Linked DNA regions of Zea mays: region 2 is linked to region 1. A link is a contact called in public Hi-C data. All regions are on one chromosome and are shown on one strand. The core of a region is the stretch at or near the end of the contact, and the rest is flanking DNA. Distances in the headings are between cores, read along the strand shown. Region 1 holds the start of LOC103630760 (mitochondrial import inner membrane translocase subunit TIM23-2). Region 2 holds the start of LOC103630827 (mitochondrial inner membrane protein OXA1-like).

Evidence for each region. A called contact is a pair of places that touch in the nucleus more often than the background predicts.
Region 2: a Hi-C map of leaf shows a contact between it and region 1, with 6 times the contacts expected there. The contact joins the promoter of LOC103630827 here to the promoter of LOC103630760 in region 1. A contact is called at or near these places in 2 of 25 Hi-C or Micro-C datasets (ear and leaf).

The regions. Positions count from the first base shown.
Region 1 is chr1:3,366,556-3,373,353 of Zm-B73-REFERENCE-NAM-5.0, forward strand. It overlaps LOC103630760 (mitochondrial import inner membrane translocase subunit TIM23-2), which reads right to left and starts at 2,846. Exons shown (of 1, transcript XM_008651827.4): 1 at 1,781-2,846. The coding sequence starts at 2,712. The coding sequence ends at 2,113. It overlaps LOC100284135 (early nodulin-like protein 1), which reads left to right and starts at 3,752. Exons shown (of 2, transcript NM_001157032.2): 1 at 3,752-4,007; 2 at 4,096-4,657. The coding sequence starts at 3,803. The coding sequence ends at 4,499. LOC100381824 reads right to left here. Exons shown (of 7, transcript NM_001361544.1): 5 at 6,795-6,798; 6 at 5,899-6,593; 7 at 5,118-5,629. The coding sequence ends at 5,231.
Region 2 is chr1:3,531,698-3,538,495 of Zm-B73-REFERENCE-NAM-5.0, forward strand. It overlaps LOC103630827 (mitochondrial inner membrane protein OXA1-like), which reads left to right and starts at 3,733. Exons shown (of 9, transcript XM_020544918.3): 1 at 3,733-4,377; 2 at 4,477-4,567; 3 at 5,506-5,550; 4 at 5,659-5,717; 5 at 6,098-6,173; 6 at 6,318-6,449; 7 at 6,531-6,638. The coding sequence starts at 3,752.

The DNA.
Region 1 (6,798 bases), core at 1,596-4,095:
ATCTCGAGCTGACTTGTTTAGCTTGCGAACCAAATATATATATATACTATATATAAAACAATATAATCAGTTACTAGTTCATACCGCGTCAAACCAAATTAACAAAGTTTATCACTTATTAGTTCATCCAACACAAGTGTGAGCTTTATTTTTCCGACAAATGATTGCTCATTCGAGCTAACGAGCTCGACTCGAGCTGGCTCGTTAACAAACCGAGCTGAGATGCTTAACTTAGCTCATTAGTCATTACAAAATTGAAACGAGCCAGGTCGAACCGAATCGACCACGAGTCAAGTGAGCTTACGAAATATGATTATTTTATCCAGCCCTATCTCAAACAAGCCATCAAAGTTCGCATAGGTGCAATGGTGAACTGGTTTGATCACAAAGAGCACTTGCATGCATACACAAGAAAATTCAGATGATAAAGCTCAGACACCTTAAACATTGATACAGTGACTCGAGGAAAAAGCTCATATGCAACAGCACCCCACAACTCAATTCCAAACCAATGGAATCAGAAAATTCAGATACAGATAAATCATATGAAAATCACATGACTATTTTATACAAATAAAGCTCATATGCAACAGCACCTCACAACTAAGTCCAACCCAATAGGTTTCTCAACCTGAAGCAAGACGCAGATACTGGGATATCATATGAAAATCGCATCACTGTTTTATCATATCAAGGGGGTGTTTGATGCACTGAAGCTAATATCTAATAGTTAGTTGACTAAAAAATTTATATTGAAATTAGCTAGCTAACTATTAGCTAATTTACTAAAAATAACTATTAGCTAGACTATTTGAATAACTTCAACTATTAGCTTTAGTGCATTTAAACATGGCCTCAGACCATCAGGATACACAGCTTTATTCAGAATGGCCAATAACCAAAATTAACAATAAAAGATCATATAATTCAATAAGAATCACCTGATCATATTCAGAGATCAGGAAGGCTGTAGGCACAAGGCCAACTAGAAAGGTCCGGATACGAAATGAAGATCATATTTATCAATATGAAACACTTATGAACGATAGCCTGTGACCGGGATGTTATAAACAGTATGAACATGGTCGCTGTTTATCATGTTCAGAGGACCAGGAATAGGATACACGAAGGCTGAGCTAGAAAAGTCAGGCTGAAAACTGGTCATATGAATCGCTTTTGGATGATATCCTGTCATAATTGCTTTTCATTAGCTACTAAAACTAAATCTTTGGATATATTATATCCTTTCAAGTCTTCTTTTATTGTCTCTTCCTATGCCATCTTCGACATTTCGATGCCTCTCTTCCCTATAGCATCGTGTCTTAGAATCCTACTACGCTACTACGCATTGGTGCATCTGAAGGTCTCTGTTTAACATATCCAAACCATCATCGTTCAGAAATCAGAACCTTATTGGATGGCGACAAGTAGAACACAATAATCGTATTTTGGCAACATTATCTACTGACCATGTAGTTTAATCGTCGTCATATAAAACTTGTGTTTTCGCTTGTGAGATGCTTAGCACCACTTACTCCACTGTCCACTCTGTTTTGATTTTATAGCTAATATCTTCATTAGTGTCCTATCTCTCTGTAGCATACTGCATACCCAAAGGTATCCCTTCTAACACTATTTGACATTCCAAACTATCTCCATTGTTATGTGTAGTACTGCCCAAGTTATATCAGGTCTAAAATCTTTGGACTCTATAGTCTCTTGATACAGCCCCACTTTTATACTTACTCGTGTCTGCCATAAAAGCATACACCAAGTGATATAAGGCAAAAAACATAGTGATAGAACACTGGCGACAATCTAGCGACACATTTCACAATGTCATGAATTCTCCAGCATAATGCAAAAGGCAGTATTACTGTGTCGCTACCAGCTAGCAGCTAATGTTACATTGCAAGGCAGATCAAAACTTTCGTGATCTGATGAGAGCAGATCGTTGACATAAGTAGTACAAGCATATGGCTGTCAACAATATATAGGAGTGTTGAGAAGAACATGCCTCCTCCCAAATAATTAAAGAAACGACATCCAAGCGACGAATTGGTTTTGACTTTGATCACGGCAGCAAGAGCAGGGAGAGTACCGCAATGGGATTCAGAGCGCAGGGACGTATCTCTTCCCAACCTGCTTGGCGGCCGCGGCGGCGCCAGCTAGAACGCCACCAACGGCCCCGGCGACGACCGCCGAGCGCGGCCCGTTGGCGGCCCGGAAGAGCGCGCCGGTGCCTAGGCCGGCCGCGACGCTGTTGATCCAGTCGTCGCGGTCGCGCGCGGCGACCATGGCGCTCTCGATCCCGGCGTACATGAGGCCGATGACCCCGAGCGTGTTACCGACGCGGCGGCCCGAGGAGCCGCAGGAGTTGAGGACGCGGTTGGCGCGGATCTTGGCGGGCTCGCCGGGCTCGGCGCCGCGGGCGGCGTCGCGGAGCCCCAGCGTGGCCCCAGCCACGGCGCCGCCGAGGTAGCCGACGCCCGTGTAGTAGGTGAGGTTCTCGCCCCAGGACCGGCGCTGCGCGGCCGCCTCCTCCTGGAAGAGGAACTCCGGGGAGGTGGGGAGGTCGTAGAGCTGCCGGTAGGGCATGTTGAGGTCCTGGTACGGGTTGTAAAGGCGGCGCTCGGAGGCGGAGGCCGGGATGGCGGCGTCGCGTCGGTCGTCGGTCCCGTACATCGTGGAGTACGGCCGCGGGTCGGCCATCGCGGAATCCGGCGGTGGCGGCGGCGGCGGCGGCGGCGTGGGAGGCAAGAATCCGATGGGAGCACTGCACAGGGTTTGGGTCGCGCACGGCACGGCACGGCACGGCAGGCTTGGCCTCGGTGCGGGCTATATATTTTGCGAAGAGGTCCCCCCTCGCGTCTGATATTTCTGGCGCCGCCGACCAACAGCTTCGACCAATGGTCTGAGAGGGACTATGGGCCGGACTTCTCGGATATTTGGAGGCCTGCGTTATAATAGTTGGGCCCAAATGAGCGAGAACGAGGACGCTGCATGAGATATTATTAATATTATTTTTAAAAAAAAATAGTCCCCAGTGTGACTGAGACGGACAGGCCGGGCGTCTGGAGCTGGGGACTGGGGAGTGGGGAGGCTGCACGAACTGGCCTGGAGCCCTGGAACTATGAACAGTGAGTGCTGGTCTACAGTGGACTGAAATGTATCCAAAATAAGTGGGTATCCGAAAATTCGGATTCATGTTAAGATAATTCCGATTTACCCAATCAGATTTCATCTAATACAATATATTAGGGTTTTTTACAAGCCCTTTTCATGATAAAAAAAACACCTTTCCATTTAGAAACGGAAGCTGCTATTAGGGTTTGGGTAGATTGAATACGGATTTGGGTAGTTCGGATTTAGATAATAGGTATTTGGGTTTTTTTTGTCCACCACTACGCACCGGCACCGCACGAGCAGCTGCCCCCACCCCCTCGGCCTCTGCTTCTGTTCACGTGGTCGCTCCTACAGTCCCACGTGCCGCGCCCTGGACTGAACTCCACTTGCACTTGCACTGCCCAGCAGCCCACGGCCCAGTGGCCCACGGCCGTCTATACTGGAACCAAAGCCGTCCGCCGACGTGATTAAGGAGACGGCGGCGGTAGGCAGTACCGGAGATTGCGGCCGGAACACATGGTCCGAGCCGCGACGCGGGGCATGGAGTCGCACACTTTCTGCACTCTACCTCTACCAGCCTCTCATAGTATAGATAAATAAAGCCAACACAAGCCTGCCCGCAAGCACAAAGCAGCAAGCAGGGCAGGTTTTGCGAAGCAAAGCCCACGAGCACAGGATGAGGATGCGTGCGCGGGCGGCATCGGCATCTGCGTCGGCGGCTGTGGTGGTGCTGCTCCTGCTCCTGCTACTGGTGGGCGTCTGCGCGGGCGCCGTGTACAAGGTAGGCGACCTGGACGCCTGGGGCGTGCCGCCGCCGTCCAAGCCCGACGTCTACAAGCGCTGGGCCAAGTCCATCCACTTCGCGCTCGGCGACTCCATCTGTAAGCACCGCATCCCATTCCCCCGCCACCGTCCATCTCCGCCGCCGCCTCACTCACTCACGCAACCTCCCCTCCCCTCCCCCCGCAGGGTTCCTGTACCCGCCGAGCCAGGACTCGGTGCTGCAGCTGGCGCCGGCGGCCTTCGCGTCCTGCGACCTGTCGCGCCCCGTGGCCAGGCTCGCCGACGGCAACTCCTTATTCAACCTCACCGCGCCCGGCCGCGCCTACTACGCCAGCGGCGCGCCGGGTCACTGCCGCAGGGGCCAGAAGCTCTGGGTCGACGTGCCCTTGCCCAACGGCACCTACCTCCAGCCCTCCGCCACCGACCTCGCCGCGCTCGCGCCCACCCCCGCCGCCGACCCGCCCGCCGGGTTCGCGTCCGCTGCCGCCGCCGCGCCACAGGGGGGCAACGCCTCGCCCGCGCCCCGCGCCGCCGCCGCCGCTGGATCCGTCGTCGCACTCTCCTTCGCGCTCCAGATCCTCCTCCTCTGACTGTGCGGTACAGTAGCTGATTAGCTACCTCTATCTCGCTAGTTTTGAGATCTCCATTTTTTGTGTGTGCTGTGGAACGAGAGTGAGAACAGTTCTTTCTTGGCTGAAAATTGAATTGAATGCATGATCGGAGGGAGATTGGATCTCCATTTGCTTTCTTTTTTTCTGTTGGCTTCTACTGCTACTGTCTCTTTCCATTAATTAAATTCCTTCAATCAAATCTCCTTGCGACGATCGGATCAGCTAAGCGGATGCATGGCCATGGACCAGTAGCTATACTAGTACCAGCTAGGCTGTAAGCTGGTGAGGCACATGAGCCCACACGCGGTGGCGTGGCGGTGGACAACAGAACGACCACTAGAACAGGTGCTGAATCGTGTCGGTGTACACACACACAAAAAAAAGGACGGGTTTGGCCGGAGGAGTTGACGACAACGACACCTACTATCGCCATCGATCCGGCAACAGTACCGTAGTACCCTGCTGTGGTGTCCGCCGTCCGCCTGGACGAAACGGGAACTGTTTGACGAGACATTGGATCAGCGATTTTTTTGGCATGACCGCGTTGGAAAAGCCAACCAAACCGACAGCCTGCTCACTTGATAACAGCCGACTTTTGGATCAGAGTCACACAACCACCCCACCACCCTAGGTCGTCTGACACACAAAAAATGATAACAGCGTCTATGGTAGCAATACAGTGTACACAATCCCTTTGAGCCAGCTACTCTTCACCGTGGCATGGCGACGTTCCAATCGTACACCTTCACATCGAAGGTGTCGGACTCTTCAAGCGCCCGTCGAAGCTCTCTGGCGCAGCTCGGGTTCTTGGCAAGCAGCAACGCGAAGCCACCGCCACCAGCTCCGACCAGTTTGTACCCGCAGCAGTAAGGGTCGGCGAAGGCGAACAGCTCGTCCACGGGCCTGTTGCTGCAGAAAGGGTCCAGCTCCTGGTGCAACCTCCAGGCCTCCAGCAGGATGCCGCCGAGCTCGTCCAGCTCACCGTTCATCAGCGCCTCTCTCCCGATCTTGGCTAGTTCCGCTAGCCTCTTGATGCTGGATATCAGGATGCTGTCGCGGCGGAGGTACCGAGTCACGACTTTCTGCAGGACTTGGTGGGCGAGCCTTACCTATACAGATTTGTTTAGGGAGGAACAGCAATATTGTCGAAGACGTTAAACAACAATCATAACGGCACATGGACATCGTGGCCACCATCAATGAAAACAGCAATTGTGGATGCCTAATACCTAGGACCTCATTATGCTAGATACAAGTTTGAGAAAGATGGACATATTAGTGCTTTAGTTCATTCACTTCTAGATATAGCGCGTGCAGGGTCACAAGCAATGGAGTAAAAAAATGAATTTTATGCTTCAAGCAGAAATGATGAACTTACTTGGCCAGTGAATACAATCAGGAGACGTTCTTCTAATTCCTGGATCAGCTGAGGAGTGGTCAGCACTGGAACAACTTGCAACCGTAACGGTTGTCCTGGAAAACTCTGGGTGCACTTGATCCCAGGATATAGGCCCCCAATTTGGTCCTGCCACCCACCACCTGTGCCCATTATTTGTTCCACCACTAGCACGGCTCTAGCAACACTGTCGTCACTTTCGTCGTCCTCCATCACTTGGAACAGTCCCTTAACAACAGCAGCTGATAATATACTAGAAGTTCCCAGTCCACTTCCACGAGGAACATTCGACCATGTCCTGATGTTCAGGCCTGATTTCGACAATATCTCGTGGCCAAGGATTCCAGTAACAATAAGAGCGGACTTGACGAGACGGAATGGATCACTTTCTTTGAATGGAGAAGAAATAGATGCCAGATTATCGATATAAACATGTCTACCAGCGTCGTCTTCGATCCTTACTCCAAGGTGGTCCTCTGTTGTCTCTATCATAGCACCGACTGGAAGGCTTCCTTGCAAACTTATCGCCATATTCAAAACACAACCTGGACGCTCCAAGCTCCACGGAGGTGTATCACTCCAACCCCCAACAAAGTCCACACGGACTGGTAATTCTACAACAGTCTTCCTTGGATGCAAGCTTTCATGGTTTGAAGACATCTTGCCGCTAGATGGCTCTAAAAGAATGAAATATGTTAGCTATATAATAGCAATACTGATGGTTCATTTCAAATGGTAAAACCGACCACAATTAGTTCGTGTTGATACCATGGAATTTGAGGAAAGTCACAGTAAGCACAGCAGTTGTTAGTTTTGGAAATGCAAGGCCTTTAGCTATTTTAAATGACTAAATGTTGTGTAGTGACTATTGTACGCACCTTT
Region 2 (6,798 bases), core at 2,483-4,982, 170 kb after region 1:
GCGTAGGCCACTGCATGCATGATCTCTAGTAGCTAGCTAGCTAGACGTTGAATTGATCACCGAACCGCGGCATCGATCAGAGATGGGATCACATGCGATGCGCACGATAGATGCCATCTGATCCGCGTGATCTCTCCTTGCTACTGCTGGCTACTACTACTACTACGTACTAGCAGACTAGCTAGTGCTAGGTCGACCGGCCGGCCATGCACGGATGCTACTCTTACCCTTCTCTGTCTAACTGTTCAAGATTCAAGTGCTGTCGTCCCTTGTTTTCTTGAGTCACGCTTCTTCGTCAGTTTGATAAAAATATATAAATATAAATATGTTTAGGCTTTTGTTATGTGCGCGTAATGAATACTGTTAGATTGATCGTTGGACGTACTACTTTGATTAATTCCGTGTACCTCAGTCCTCACAGCTAGCGGATAGAGACAGATGGAGTGAGATGAGAGAATAATCAGCTGGGAAGTCTATTTGGCCAGTACGTAGTGTACTTAGCACACCTGATCGTCAGGTAAGCTTTTCCTTTGATTCTGCATGCGTCGTCAGCGGTCAGCTTGTCATGATGCATGCATGCACAGGCGTGCGCTCTGAACGAATACAAATCTTGTCTCCGTCTTGGCTTGGTGCTTCGGAAATGAAGCACGCATCATGCATGACCAGCTTCTTGTCATTGTCCAGATCGATCTGAGATAGGCCAGGGGAGAAACGTATCTAATTAATCATTGGTCCTTCCATCAATTTGCTGCTTAATCATCTGCATAACAGTAGTACGTGCAGTTCAACTAACACGGCCACATGCGTGCATGTTACTAGCCAGTTTACTCGTGCTGCTGCAAACTGATGATGAATTGGCCTTGCAGCCACCATCGATGTTCTACCATGTGGCGGCTCGCCTGCTGCTTGCTTGTTTTATGCCAGTCTCTGCATATATATGCTCTCTCTCAGGTTGGTATACCAGCACTACTAGCTTTCTAAAGAAGTCAGCAGCAACCGTTTAAAGGCACTGTTTTGATTTTGCACTACTCTCTCGGGTTGGATTCATACCTTCAGTCTCCCTCATTTATTTAATTTTGCACTGATGGCGAGAAAATGGTAAGGACATTTTAAGGTACTGTTTGGTTTCAGGGTACGATAGGACAAAGTCGTCTAACTTCTAATTTGTTATTGTTTGGATTGTTTTTTATAGGCTAGAGTGGCTCTCAAGAAGAAATATTGTGCTCAGATGTTGAACCATCAAAATCTGTTGAACGGAGTTGCTCCATCCTCGAACCAAACGCTTCTTACATACGTTCTGGATACTTTTAGTCTCCAAACTAACCTTTAGTCACTAAACTAATATAAAGAACTAAAAATGACTAAACTTTAGTCACTAAGGGCTCGTTTAGTGCCAAGGGTATCCGAGGGGATCTAGGAGACCAAAATCCCTTACTGTTTCAAATTGAATAGTAAGATATTTTGACCTCTTAATGCCCTTTATTACTCTAGCTCTCTGGCTCTCAAACAAGCTCTAAAGTTTAGAAGGCGGGAATCAAAGACTTGGTACAGCTGGACCATCATAAATTTAACCCGTAACTGACAAAAACAGCCGTGCTGCGACTGCTGTCTGGTTGTTGCAACCTGCACAGCTATTTAAAAAAGGCTGAGTCAGAGGCAGTGGTCCGCTAATAATTGGCAAAAGGCCCATGGCATTGCACAAAACAAAACAAAACAAAACTGCAAGATTCGCGCGCGTACGTACCAGTTTCCAGCAGCAAAAGGCGCCATTTCGTCAACATATACGTAAACTACTGGACAACTAACGTCTCTCTCTGTACTACCTAGTTTGTCCTCTCTTGCTTTGGTCGACGACGCATCCATGGTGCCTAGCTAGCTAGCCATGCATGGTGAAAACAATCTGAGGGAAGAATGGTCAATCTTGTTCTAAGCGCCTCCTGATTCCCATGGAGCATCTACACCCTAGCTTCTTACTCTATATATCTAGGTCGTCTATGCTATGTTTGAAACTTTGAATAGCAATAGTAGTAGTTGAACTCCATCAAGAGTCACCAAATTAATACCTCGAGTCGTCACCGTAAGGAATAGATAAAAGAAAATAGTGCCCAGACTAAGGAGATGTTTGTTTGGAATTATAATCAGGACAGATCATAATTCTAAACAAACACCCTCTAACCCCTGTCATGTTTGCCTGGGAGCTTACAGGTCCTGTATTCCGTAATTGCATCGTGTTTGAAATATCTCGATATGATATGGTCCTGTTTGTTTCATTTCATGATTATATAATCTAACTTATGGATTATTATAATGTAGGTACGTAGATTACATAATACACATAATAATCTGTGTTGTTCGTTTAACCCTCAACTTATTTAAGCTAGATTATATAATCTAGAGGTAAACAAACAGTAGATAATAATCTGTTCGGCCGATTTGACTGTATAGTATAGTACGTGGTGGTCCATCGCCCAAAAAGCCGGTCGACATGTGGTACCATTTTGAAGTCATCGAAGATGTTTCGGTAGCCTGTGCAGGGAACAAGGATAAGCATGCACAAGCACAAGGGGAATGAGCCAAGTCCATCAGCAATGCATGCACCTGCACTCTGCAGACGGGCAAGGAAACACAGACAGAGAGCATGAACTTCTGTACGTGAGCATGAGCTCCCTTCGACCCTTCCTGTACATGAGTCTGACTGATCTTGAGATGAGACAAGACGCACTATATGTATATGTACAGCTAATAGCCTCGAGCGACCCAGCAGACGGCATGCATGCATTGCAGAGCTTCAGCTTCTCGCTCGTTCGGTTCCGGCCCATGCATGCAGGAACTGTTTGGTTTGGAGGGATCCCAGGCGTTCAAATTTGGTCGCCTGAGGTTGGGATTGCTTGTCTGTGGCAGGCAAATGCCTGGGAGGTCTCAGCTCGCACTGTGCAGCAGTGTAACTGTGTATGGGAGCGCATGCATTGCATTGTTGCCTTTGCATGCCTGCAGCTGCACAGTGCAAGGCGTGTGTGTATAAAGCATTCAGTGATTGCACCACGCCACGGGCGCGCGCGGCTAGCTGTAGTAGAGCTCAAGGTACAGGAGTCAGTGATGCGATGATGTGTGTGACAGGTCGAGGAGGGGATCCTTCTCCTTCCTCGGCTTTGTCTCGTTACGACAAGCGTCGGAGTTCCTTTTTGATCAGTTGGCTGCTCCGACTCTCCGAGAGACAGGACATGGAGCGAATGGATTATGGAATGCAGAGAGAGAGATCGAGAGGGGCGACAGGAAGGGATGGCGTCGCCTCTGCTGCTAGCTGCAGTGATCGACCAGCACGCGCGAGATCGAACAGTGCTGCAGGGTTCCCCGAAGCAGTGCACTGCTGCATGGGCATGGCCCTGTGAACTGTGACTGTGAGCGACGACGACGATCAATTCATGCTGCCTTCGCCACGGGGTTGAGGATGAGGACGCCGTTCTTCAATGGAGAGACGACGGGCCCAGAGGCCTTGAATGTTTTTTTATGGGAAATTTGGATCCATACCATTAAAAGATCACCACTTTGGATCCATACCATTACTATCTCACTTACATGTGGGTCCACATGAGTCAATGACATGTGAGGTCCATGGTATATATCTAAAGTTTGGATCTTTTAATGGTATAGATCCAATTGTTCCTTTTTTGGGAGGGATATCCGGAGGCCTTGTTTTTTTTTCTGGAGGCCCATCTTGCTCGAGTCGTCCCTCAATTGGTGTAGAGCCGAGATGCCAGCAGCATATTGGGCCGGACATTCTCTCCGTCTCAACTCAGGTTCGTTGAACCCTCTCTTCTCCCCTCACCACCACACCACTCCGTGCCTCCCGATCTCACCACCGCCTCGCGATCTCCCCGCCGCCGCCATGGCTTTCTCCGCGCGGAGGAGCCTCGCCACCAGCCTGTCACACCACTTCTCCGGCCGCCTCTACCCCTCTATCTCGCAACGCGTTCCTTCCCACCACGAGCACTCCGACCCCGCTCCCTCCCCCTCCCCCGTGCCGCAGCCTCGGCCCCAATCGTCGCAGCAACCCGCACCACCGTTCCCCTCCGCGCTTCCTCGGCCGTCGAGATCCCGGGCCCTGGCCCCCTTCCCCCTCCCTTTCGCTCTCCACCTCGCGGCCCACCGCTACTCCTCCGCCCCGGCCCCCGACTCGGAGGTCTTGTCGGACTCCGCCGCCGCGGCCCCTGTGTCGGAGCTGCTCTCCGATGGGGTGGCGTCAGCTGCCGCGTCCGTCTCCACGCCGCCGTTGCCGTACCCCGGGGAGGTCGCTGCCGCCGCGGCCGAATCATTTCCACCCGTCGCGGCGCTGCAGCACCTGCTGGACGCCGTTCAATCCTTCACCGGCCTCAACTGGTATGGTATGGTATGCCTTCGGGCCTTCGCGAGGTTTCTGTTTCGGTTTCGTTTCCTGTGTGATGTAAATTCTTGTATTCCTGCTCCGGTCATCAACAGGTGGGCGACTATTGCGCTGACGACGTTGATGATCCGGCTGGCGACTGTCCCGCTGCTGATCAACCAGATGAAGTCCATGATGAAGTTAAATGTAATGCGTCTACTTTACCACCTTCTTTTGCTGCCTAATCCTTTGTCTTTAAGCGTGTTTGTTACTGGTCCAGGCATTACTGCATGAGACTATGGGGGTGCCCAAACGCATAGGAGTTGTCAAATTTGAACCTAAGCTTTTTAAAATTTTCAAACTCGAAACTTGTGACACTGCTAAAGCATAAAGATGCTATGGTCAGGATTTCCCCGCCATTCTAACTGGACATAGGTCTCCCATCATCTGGCTCTGCTTGGGAGTCGCTACTCACTGCTTCCCCTACTAATACACTGAGTTTGGTTAAGCGAAAGATTACAATCTTTATGTGCAACTTCTAGTGATCTGGATGCTAAAAATTTATGGCCTGCTTGGCAGAGTTCTTAGAGCAGTTCCCAGGCTGGTTCCACTCCAGGGAAATCTGCCAACCTGTACTTTACAGAAAATGACTCTCAGATGATTATGTCAATTGATTATGATGATTATGTCAATTGATTATCTGAATGAACTCTGCAACATAGAACCATGTTCTCCATAGAGTTTATTCTCTAGAGAACCACTTTCAGCCACAGAATCAGCGCACCCCCCCCAGTGATTCAGCAGTACCGGGAGCTGATAACAGGCCCTTACAACACCTTGCAGGTTGTATGGATGCATGCTATTTTTGTGTAATTTGAATGCAGAAATCAGAAATTTTGGTTTGAAGTAAGATGCCTATGTTTCTGTATGGTTCAAAGCTTTAGTATAGTCACATAGAAAAACTCATATCAAACCCTTGATATGGACAGACCTTTAAGGCTTGTTGCTTTGGACATGTGATTTCTAATTTTGAAATTTTCCCTTCAACATCTATACACTGCAAAGTGTCTTAGTGTTCTTGCCTCCAACACTATTCACATCTAAGTCAATTTCTACAACTTTTATATCGTTGTTATATGATACAGGAGATGAGACCAGAAATTGAAGCCATCAATGAAGAGATGCGAAATGTAAGTTTGCTAGTTTGTTTAGTTCACATTTTAGTTTATATGGAATCCGCTTAGCATTTATTTGGTATGCTGATAATCACATTCTATTTTATTATTTATGTTTTGCAGTCAACTGATCCAAGGTCAATGGAAGTGGGGAAACAGAAACTGGGGGAGCTATTCCTTAGGTGTGCAACTTTCTATGTCTAACTTTTTAGTCAATCTGAAACTGCAAGATAGTTTACTATTTTCCATTTCTGTGTGGTTCCAAATATTTTTTATATCATGTTACACGATCATAATTTTACGAGCTGGAATGCCTAGCACTTAACTCACTCCTTTAATTGATTAGCTCCACAGAATCTTTTTGAATGTTATTATGTTTGCTCATGCTATTGTCTGTGCATGCAATATGAAAACAACCTCCCTCACTCTAAATCATTGAACATCCTAACTAGCTTGACTGCCCCTTAGGTTATCTTTTTCTGTTAGTATTTTCATTCCTCTTGTCATACAAGCTGTATAAGATATATTACTAAAATAATTGTTTCATTACTTCTTGCTTCAGACATGGAGTGACTCCATTGACACCATTGAAGGGTCTATTCATACAGGGACCTATATTTATGAGCTTTTTCTTTGCTGTAAGTTTATAGTTTACACCACATCATTGTTGCATCTAAAATACTAATCAGCAATTGCATTGTCACCGACTTATTATTTCATGTAGCAGTAGAATTAACCTTATTTCTTATTTCTAATCTATATGTTTTCTATTTCAATTTTAGATATCAAATATGGTTGAGAAAGTCCCTTCTATGAAAGGAGGTGGTGTGTATTGGTTTACTGATTTGACAACTCCTGATAATTTATTAATCCTCCCAGTGTTAACATCACTGACCTTTTTGGCTACAGTAGAGGTTTGCATTTTATTCACTGTGTTTATCTGTTATTTTGTTGTCAAGATATTAGTGTTTTTTTCCTAAAAATATATGTTTCAGCTTAATATGCAAGATGGCATGGAAGGGAATCATATGTTAAAACCAATGAAAAAGTTCTCCCGGTTTTTTGGAGTTTTGTTTGTTCCATTTACAATAGGCTTTCCAAAGGTACGTAACCGTGAAACTACTCAGGTTTTTAAGTAAGCATCAATTCACTGTTATGTTTCCCTTTATTTACAATGAACTTTCCAGAGGTACAAAACTCTGAAAACACTTGGCCCCATTTGGATCCTTGGAATTGACATCCATTCTAATAAACACAATTTAG